Regions from separate parts of the Rattus norvegicus genome. Here region 2 is linked to region 1. The links are chromatin contacts, called in public Hi-C maps. All regions are on one chromosome and are shown on one strand. Each heading gives the region's core, a stretch centred on a gene start, on an enhancer-like site or on the middle of the called end of the contact. The rest is flanking DNA. Distances are from core to core; before and after follow the strand shown.

Region 1 (3,305 bases), core at 650-3,149:
TCCCAGTGGAAGATTTTCCCTGCTGGAGCTTATCGGAACGAAGGTCATGAATATTTCACATCACTTGGAAGCCTATAAAAAGAAAGGCACTAATTGATTAAAGTCGATAAAAACAAAAGGATCACGGCTAGACACCAAATGCCACCCAGTAAGGATTAAAGAACACCACTGGGGTTCCTCAACCATGCATTGAACAATCTGGCTAGCCACAGCTAGCAACAGTTTTGCAGAGGTCAGTTCAGAACACTAATCCCTATAGACATGAAGGCCATTCTTTCCCTCCAATGAAGCAGTTCAATAGTTAAGGTCATGGGTCTTCAGCAGTCCTGTACAGGACAGAAGTAAAAGTAATTAGACAAAATGAATGCTGTAATCCCATTTTCTTGGGTCCACACCAGACGCAAAATTCTTAGCTCTCCATTTCCAGGTTCTCTCGAGAATCTGGCAGCAGAGTCCGAATGAGAATTCCAGAACTTGACTTTACTCTCACTAGGACGGCCTGCCTGACTGACTGCGTGTTTCTTAGGAATGTCTACAGCCTTGGGTGGTAGTGAAACAAAAACAAAAAAAAACTACCAAATACATGGGTAATATTATGAACTTTCCACTTAGACTGGAATCCCAAAAGTGGTGTTTCAACACAACGCCAAGCTTGCTTCTATGCTTGAAAAGCTGCTCTGGAGTAGAAGAGACCGGTCCCGAGTTCCGGATGGCAAGAATGGGTTAAAACGCAGGGTGTCTGTAGAATAGCGGCTTCTCCCCGGCTGGTAGGTTCTTTCTCAACGTGGACACTCAGGCTCCATGTGGACCACTAACTCACAATCTGCAACACACAATTCTCAAAGGAGCCTGTCTGCTGTGATTCTTTGAACTTCTCCAGTGGGAAAATAGAGATAAAACAACAAACAAACAAACACATATAAAAGCACTTAAGGAAAACAAAACAACAACAAAAACAAACTGAAGGGATGCAGTTGGCGAGTTGGGTGGGGTAGGCGTCGCTACAGGGACTTGAAGCTTTAAGCGCCCCCAGCTCTCCAACTGCCAGAGTAAAGGCTCCAATAATCTAGGGCAATAGTTTTCAAATGGAGCTAAATGCGCTCTGGCAACATTGTAGCGCTGGTTTTTAAAGGGACCAGTTTGGGAGTTCTCAGCAAAACGCTTGCAGTACTGTAATGCTCTCTTTAGAGAGGTGAAAGAAGTGGATCCAGCCACTTCTCTGGCCTGTCCCATACAGACAGCTGGAGGGGAGATCTAATTCTTGCAAATTCGCCTTTTCGCAGATCTCCTAGTTGCGACCAAAGTTTCAGCCACAGCGTCCAGCAGCGGCTGTAACTTTCCCCGGAGCGAAATAAATAAATAACGACCGTAAATACAGAGATAGCAGGGCCTTAGATATTTTCCTCTCTAAAAGGCAGACTGGAGAAAGAAGGAGGTGGGGATGAAAAGTCCTGATGTGGCAGGAAACTTCTTTGAGCTAGAGCCACAGACGCAGCTCCAAACGGACGGAGATGCGCTCTGCTGGCGTATTTTGTCTTTTAGAGAATCATCCAAGAAAGCAGAGAGAAGACCCCTAAGAGGGGGCTCATCTCTGGTCTCCGGCAAGACTCCTTGTTTTGTGGTCCCCTCAGCCTCTTCTGCTTCGAGGCCTCCTCCCTTTGGCAAAAGGAGAGTGGCGAGGCACCGGAGGCAAGATGTGAGTGCGCTTGCGCTCGAGCCAATACGGCCGGAGGAGTCCTATTCCTCGGGCATTTTCCGAGGAAGTCGGGAGCAATTAGGCTCAGTCCTGGGAGAGCTAGCTAGAGAGCGGGCGGCAAAGCCGGCGTGTCTGGGCCGCCTCGCAGGGAGGGAGGGAGGGGGCGGCCGGTCGCCCGGCGGCGACACCGGGCCCCGGCCGCCACCATGGGTTTCGAGTTGGACCGCTTCGACGGTGAAGTGGACCCTGATCTGAAGTGCGCCCTGTGCCACAAGGTACTGGAGGACCCGCTGACCACCCCGTGCGGCCACGTATTCTGTGCCGGCTGTGTGCTGCCTTGGGTAGTGCAGGAGGGCAGCTGCCCCTCGCGTTGTCGCGGTCGCCTATCGGCCAAGGAGCTCAACCACGTCCTCCCACTCAAGCGTCTCATCCTCAAGTTGGACATCAAGTGCGCGCACGCGGCACGGGGCTGCGGCCGGGTGGTCAAGTTGCAGGACTTGCCCGAGCACCTGGAGCGCTGTGACTTCGCGCCCGCGCGCTGCCGCCACGCGGGCTGCGGCCAGCTGCTGCTGCGACGCGACGTGGAGGCCCACATGCGCGACGCCTGCGATGCGCGGCCCGTGGGTCGCTGCCAGGAGGGCTGCGGGCTGCCGCTGACTCACGGAGAGCAGCGGGCGGGCGGCCACTGTTGCGCGCGGGCTTTGCGGGCGCACAACGGCGCGCTGCAGGCCCGCCTGGGCGCGCTGCACAAGGCGCTCAAGAAGGAGGCGCTGCGGGCTGGCAAGCGGGAGAAGTCGCTGGTGGCGCAGCTGGCCGCCGCGCAGCTCGAACTGCAGATGACCGCACTGCGCTACCAGAAGAAGTTCACCGAGTACAGCGCGCGCCTCGACTCGCTCAGCCGCTGCGTGGCCGCGCCGCCAGGCGGCAAGGTAGGCTGACTCACACTCACACTCACACTCTCTCTCTCTCTCTCTCTCTCTCTCTCTCTCTCTCTCTCTCTCTCTCTCTCTCTCTCTCTCTCTCTCTCTCTGTGTCTGTGTCTGTGTCTGTGTGTGTCTGTGTGTGTCTTTGTCTCTTCCTTTCCCTCTCCCCCTCTCTCCGTCTCTCCCTCCCTTTCTCCTCCCTCCTTAGCTGGCCCAGAGTCCCACCCAGGTCCGATGAGTATAGGGATGCCAGGGTCTTCCTGGGTGCATCTCTGGCCTCCTCTTGTTAGCAATGTTTGCCAGCTGCATCACTCCGTGCGGATTACTTAACTTATCCCAGCTAAGAAGTATGACCCCCAAAGGCAAGACATAGAGGGTGAACTGAAGCTACAGTAATTTGGGGGGACCGGAGCGTGTCTACGAACACTGAAAGGAACCCACAACCAAGTGTAGGGTAGGAAGAGAGAACGTGGCTCCAGAGTCACAGATGTGTTGAAAGGCTTTGCCCTGCACACCAGCCTGAGATCCGGGAAGCTGCTCATCTTGGCTCAAGATCAGAGCCATGGTCCTTGTGGATGAGGCACTGCATGTGGTGACCTGGATCCATGGATCTGCTGCGATCCAAAGGGCGTGGGTGGAGGATGGGGGCGGCAGAGTCGTTATGGTGCGGCTTGAAAGGGATGCCA
Region 2 (3,400 bases), core at 183-2,682, 160 kb before region 1:
TTGGAATGTGCTGTTAGACAGATATATGGAGGGCAGGGGGTAGACTAGGGAGGTGTCTCATTGGATAAATCGCTCGCTTACACAAGTGTGAGGATCTGAACTCAGGTAAAAGGCAAGCAGTACAGCAACTGCCTTTAATCCCAGCACTTGGAAGGCAAAGACAGAAGATCTCTGAGACAAGGTGGCTAGCCAAACTAACCAGAATTGATAGCTAAAGGCTCATTAAAAGACCCTGTCTTGGTTACTAAAGTGGAGGACAATACACACACATGTACATGCATATTATGTGTACATAAACCAGAGACATGTTCCTACACATGTGCCAAAATGCATATACCCTTGTAAGCACATCCCACACACATGAAAACCAACAAAAAATAGAGAAGTAACACAAGAAGGGTGACAAACTCTTTACAGCAGCATTGAAGAAAATTGTATATATAATCCATGTCATCATTCAGGGAATTTTGAAGTACCCAAGTATCCTGACAGGAAAGGTAAAGGCTGTAGAAAGACACATCATGGACATGTATTGAGAAAGATGAAAGACCACAATACATTCAGAGCCTGTGAGCCTCTCTGTAATGTGGAAAGATAAAAGCTGAGGGGCAAGAGAGTTTGTCAGGAAAAGAAAGGGGACTGTGAGACATCGCTAGGTCACTGTTTTGAGCATTGTTAGCTCTTCTTATTCAAACAGAATGAAGGAATTAATAGTGACCCCTTTATTCTGGGCACAGGAACAAGGATCAGAGAGACTCATTCTTTCCACAACATTGTCTGAGTGGAAAATGAAAATCTAGCTTTCTTCCAGTCCTGCTCACAACCTTCCAGAACAAGGCTGCTTTCCCTCACACATACCTCACAGGACTCACAAGACAGCCCACTGGCCACGTCACCAATAACACAGCTGGCCCTGTCACATCCTTATCCACCTCACTCTCTACTGATGCGTTCCTCCCAAATGAGAGAGCAGCAAATGCTTTCTGCCGAAGTTAAAGCATTCAAGCCTCATGAATTTTGGGCTTTGAACCCGCCTCCAACTTTCTGTGGTTACAGTTCATCGTCTCCTGGCAAAATGCAACTTCCTGGTTCCAAGATAAAAAAGACTTGGGAAGAAAAGGGAGAAAAGCGAATGACTTACTTGACATCAATTGACTCTTGCAAAACAGAACATTGATGGGCAGAGAGTCCCAATCATCCCGATTACATTTCTGAGAATCCACACATTTTCAAAGTTTTCAACAGAACAGGCTTAGTGGAAGGAAGTACATTTGGGGTTTCAAGACCTTTGAAGACAGTTAGAGGCAGAACACAGCACATAGTGATGACTATAAAGATTTTTTTCTTTTGGTAGGGAGCAGGATTGTCAGGCAAGAAGCTCTGTTGTAATCGGTGTTCCAAGAATGGCTGGTCTTTCATAAGAGTTGAGGTAGGGATAGTGGGGGAGGGTGCAGACTGCAGGCTGAGCTCATCATGCGGTTTTATTTAGGCTAGAGTAGAGAGAATCAGCTTTGCTTTTTATTTCCTCACAAATGCTCAAGGGGCCAGAATCCTCTAACATTCCTAACCCAGATCATTGTAGCAGTAATCAGTCTGAAATAAAAAGTGCACAGAGATGCAAGATACTTCCTGGTCAAGAGTTACCAAGAGAGACCAAAGGAGCACATATCAGCCTCCAACAATCTAGGGTTCAGAGCGTCCTTTTTCCTCCCAGATGGCCAATTATTCATGTAACAACACCTCATACAATTTGATAGAGGAGAGCCCCAGCCAGGCCAAATGCTCACCTGCTTGGGACGCCATCTTTCTTCGTCATCTTTGTTAGGAACGTGAGGGAAGGGAGTTGGCCTCTAGGCTTTCTTTAAAAACGGCTAAAGGAAAAGGAGGGTGTAGCTGGCATCCTGCCATGTGCTGCTGTGACTTAGCTTTGCACCTTGGTCATGTTGCCTGACAATTTAAGGCTCCATTTCCTCATTAGTGAAATCGGGAAATCCCATATTTACCAGTGTCTATGAGGATCAATTTGAGATTGCATGAGCTGTAATCCTTGCGTACCTAGCACAAGACTTGACAAACACAGGAAACGTCTGGTTGATGCTGGTCATGGTCTACCACAAACTGACTAACACATGGCAGAGCTGGGAAGAATGACTAGTCTCACAGAGGAGATCATCTTCAGGTTCCTAGTATCCCATCTTCATTAAGAAAATAAAATGATGAGGACACGAGAGCTCGGCTCTTTAGGGAATATTTAAGTACTACACTATACACTATTGTCAGTAATAGGCTAAGCCTCTAGGACTCAGTCATCATTTGTAACTGAATGTTATACCCGCTGAATAAAAACTTCTCCTCTCCCTCAGCACCAACAACCACCAATTCTGCTCTCTGTGTCCGTGTGTTTGAATAGTCACACGATGGGTGCTAACCAACTTTTTAAACACAGCATGTCAGGTGCTTCATTGGTATTGGTCCATGAGGGAAGTGTTCCTTCTTGTTTAGAACAGAATAATATTCTATTCTATCATGGTCCACATCTTATCCATTCTCCTTTGGGTGGGCATTCCGTTGGTTTCTTCATTATCATGGCTGTTGTGAAGGATGATCAATATGAGTACTGATTTGACTGTTCAGATCTTATTTTGGATTCTTTGAGAAAATTCCCAGGAGAAATGTTGGATTAAATAACATTATTCTATATGCTTTTCCATGGTAGGAGATCAATGTTACATTCCACCAACACATTTCTCCACATCCACACCAATCCTAATTATCTTTTGTTTTGCCTATTGTTTGTTTAAAAACCATCCTAAGAGGTTAAAAACAAAATCATATTGAGTTTTTGACCTCTTTCCCTGGTGAGTCGTGGTCGCGAGTGTCTCTTCACAGAACTGGTGGCAATTTCTGTACCCCTGTTGGAGAAATGTCCGCTCAAATCCTTTGCCATCTTTTAAATTAGTTTGAGTTTGTGTCTGATTCTTTGTTTGGTTCTGTTGTGTTGTTTTTGTTTGGCTTTTTATTCTGGTTTTTGAAACAGGCTTTCCCTGTGTAACCCCGACTGTCCTGGAACTCGCTCTGTAGATCATGATGGTCTTAAACGCAGCGGTCCTCCTGCCCCTGTCTCACCAGTGTTGGTATCAAAGGTGTGCGTCACTACCAACCAGGTCTGTCTTTTTCTTAACACGATTTCATCGAACAAGCTCTTGAGCCGCTTTGGATAGTATTCCTTACTTTTCATGTTGTTATGACTGGGTGTATGATGAGAAGCGAACTAAGAATAAGATGGTTACATTGGCTCATGTTTGAGAGGATGCAGACTATAATGGTCATGAGGGCATGGCAGGGGACTGCTTTGTGACAGTGGGAGTGTTGGCAACTGCTTGCTCACATCAGCAAGGCA

Evidence for each region. Hi-C and Micro-C count contacts between places; a contact is called where the count stands out from the background.
Region 2: a Hi-C map of the A7r5 cell line shows a contact between it and region 1, with 2.8 times the contacts expected there. The contact joins the enhancer-like site here to the promoter of Pdzrn3 in region 1. A contact is called at or near these places in 8 of 12 Hi-C or Micro-C datasets (the A7r5 cell line, Schwann cells, frontal cortex and 5 more) and 1 of 1 datasets of contacts at active chromatin or transcription factors (oligodendrocytes).

What each region holds. Positions count from the first base shown.
Region 1 is chr4:135,551,888-135,555,192 of GRCr8, reverse strand. It overlaps Pdzrn3 (PDZ domain containing RING finger 3), which reads left to right and starts at 1,899. Exons shown (of 10, transcript NM_001271251.1): 1 at 1,899-2,625. The coding sequence starts at 1,903.
Region 2 is chr4:135,714,068-135,717,467 of GRCr8, reverse strand. No RefSeq gene overlaps it. Among named protein-coding and RNA genes, the nearest start is that of Pdzrn3, 160 kb to the right of the region's middle. Within about 2 kb of position 1,432, at least 15 of the 93 cell types and tissues checked have an H3K27ac peak or open chromatin away from gene starts, as enhancers often do. A contact at or near this core is called in the A7r5 cell line, where this site is marked.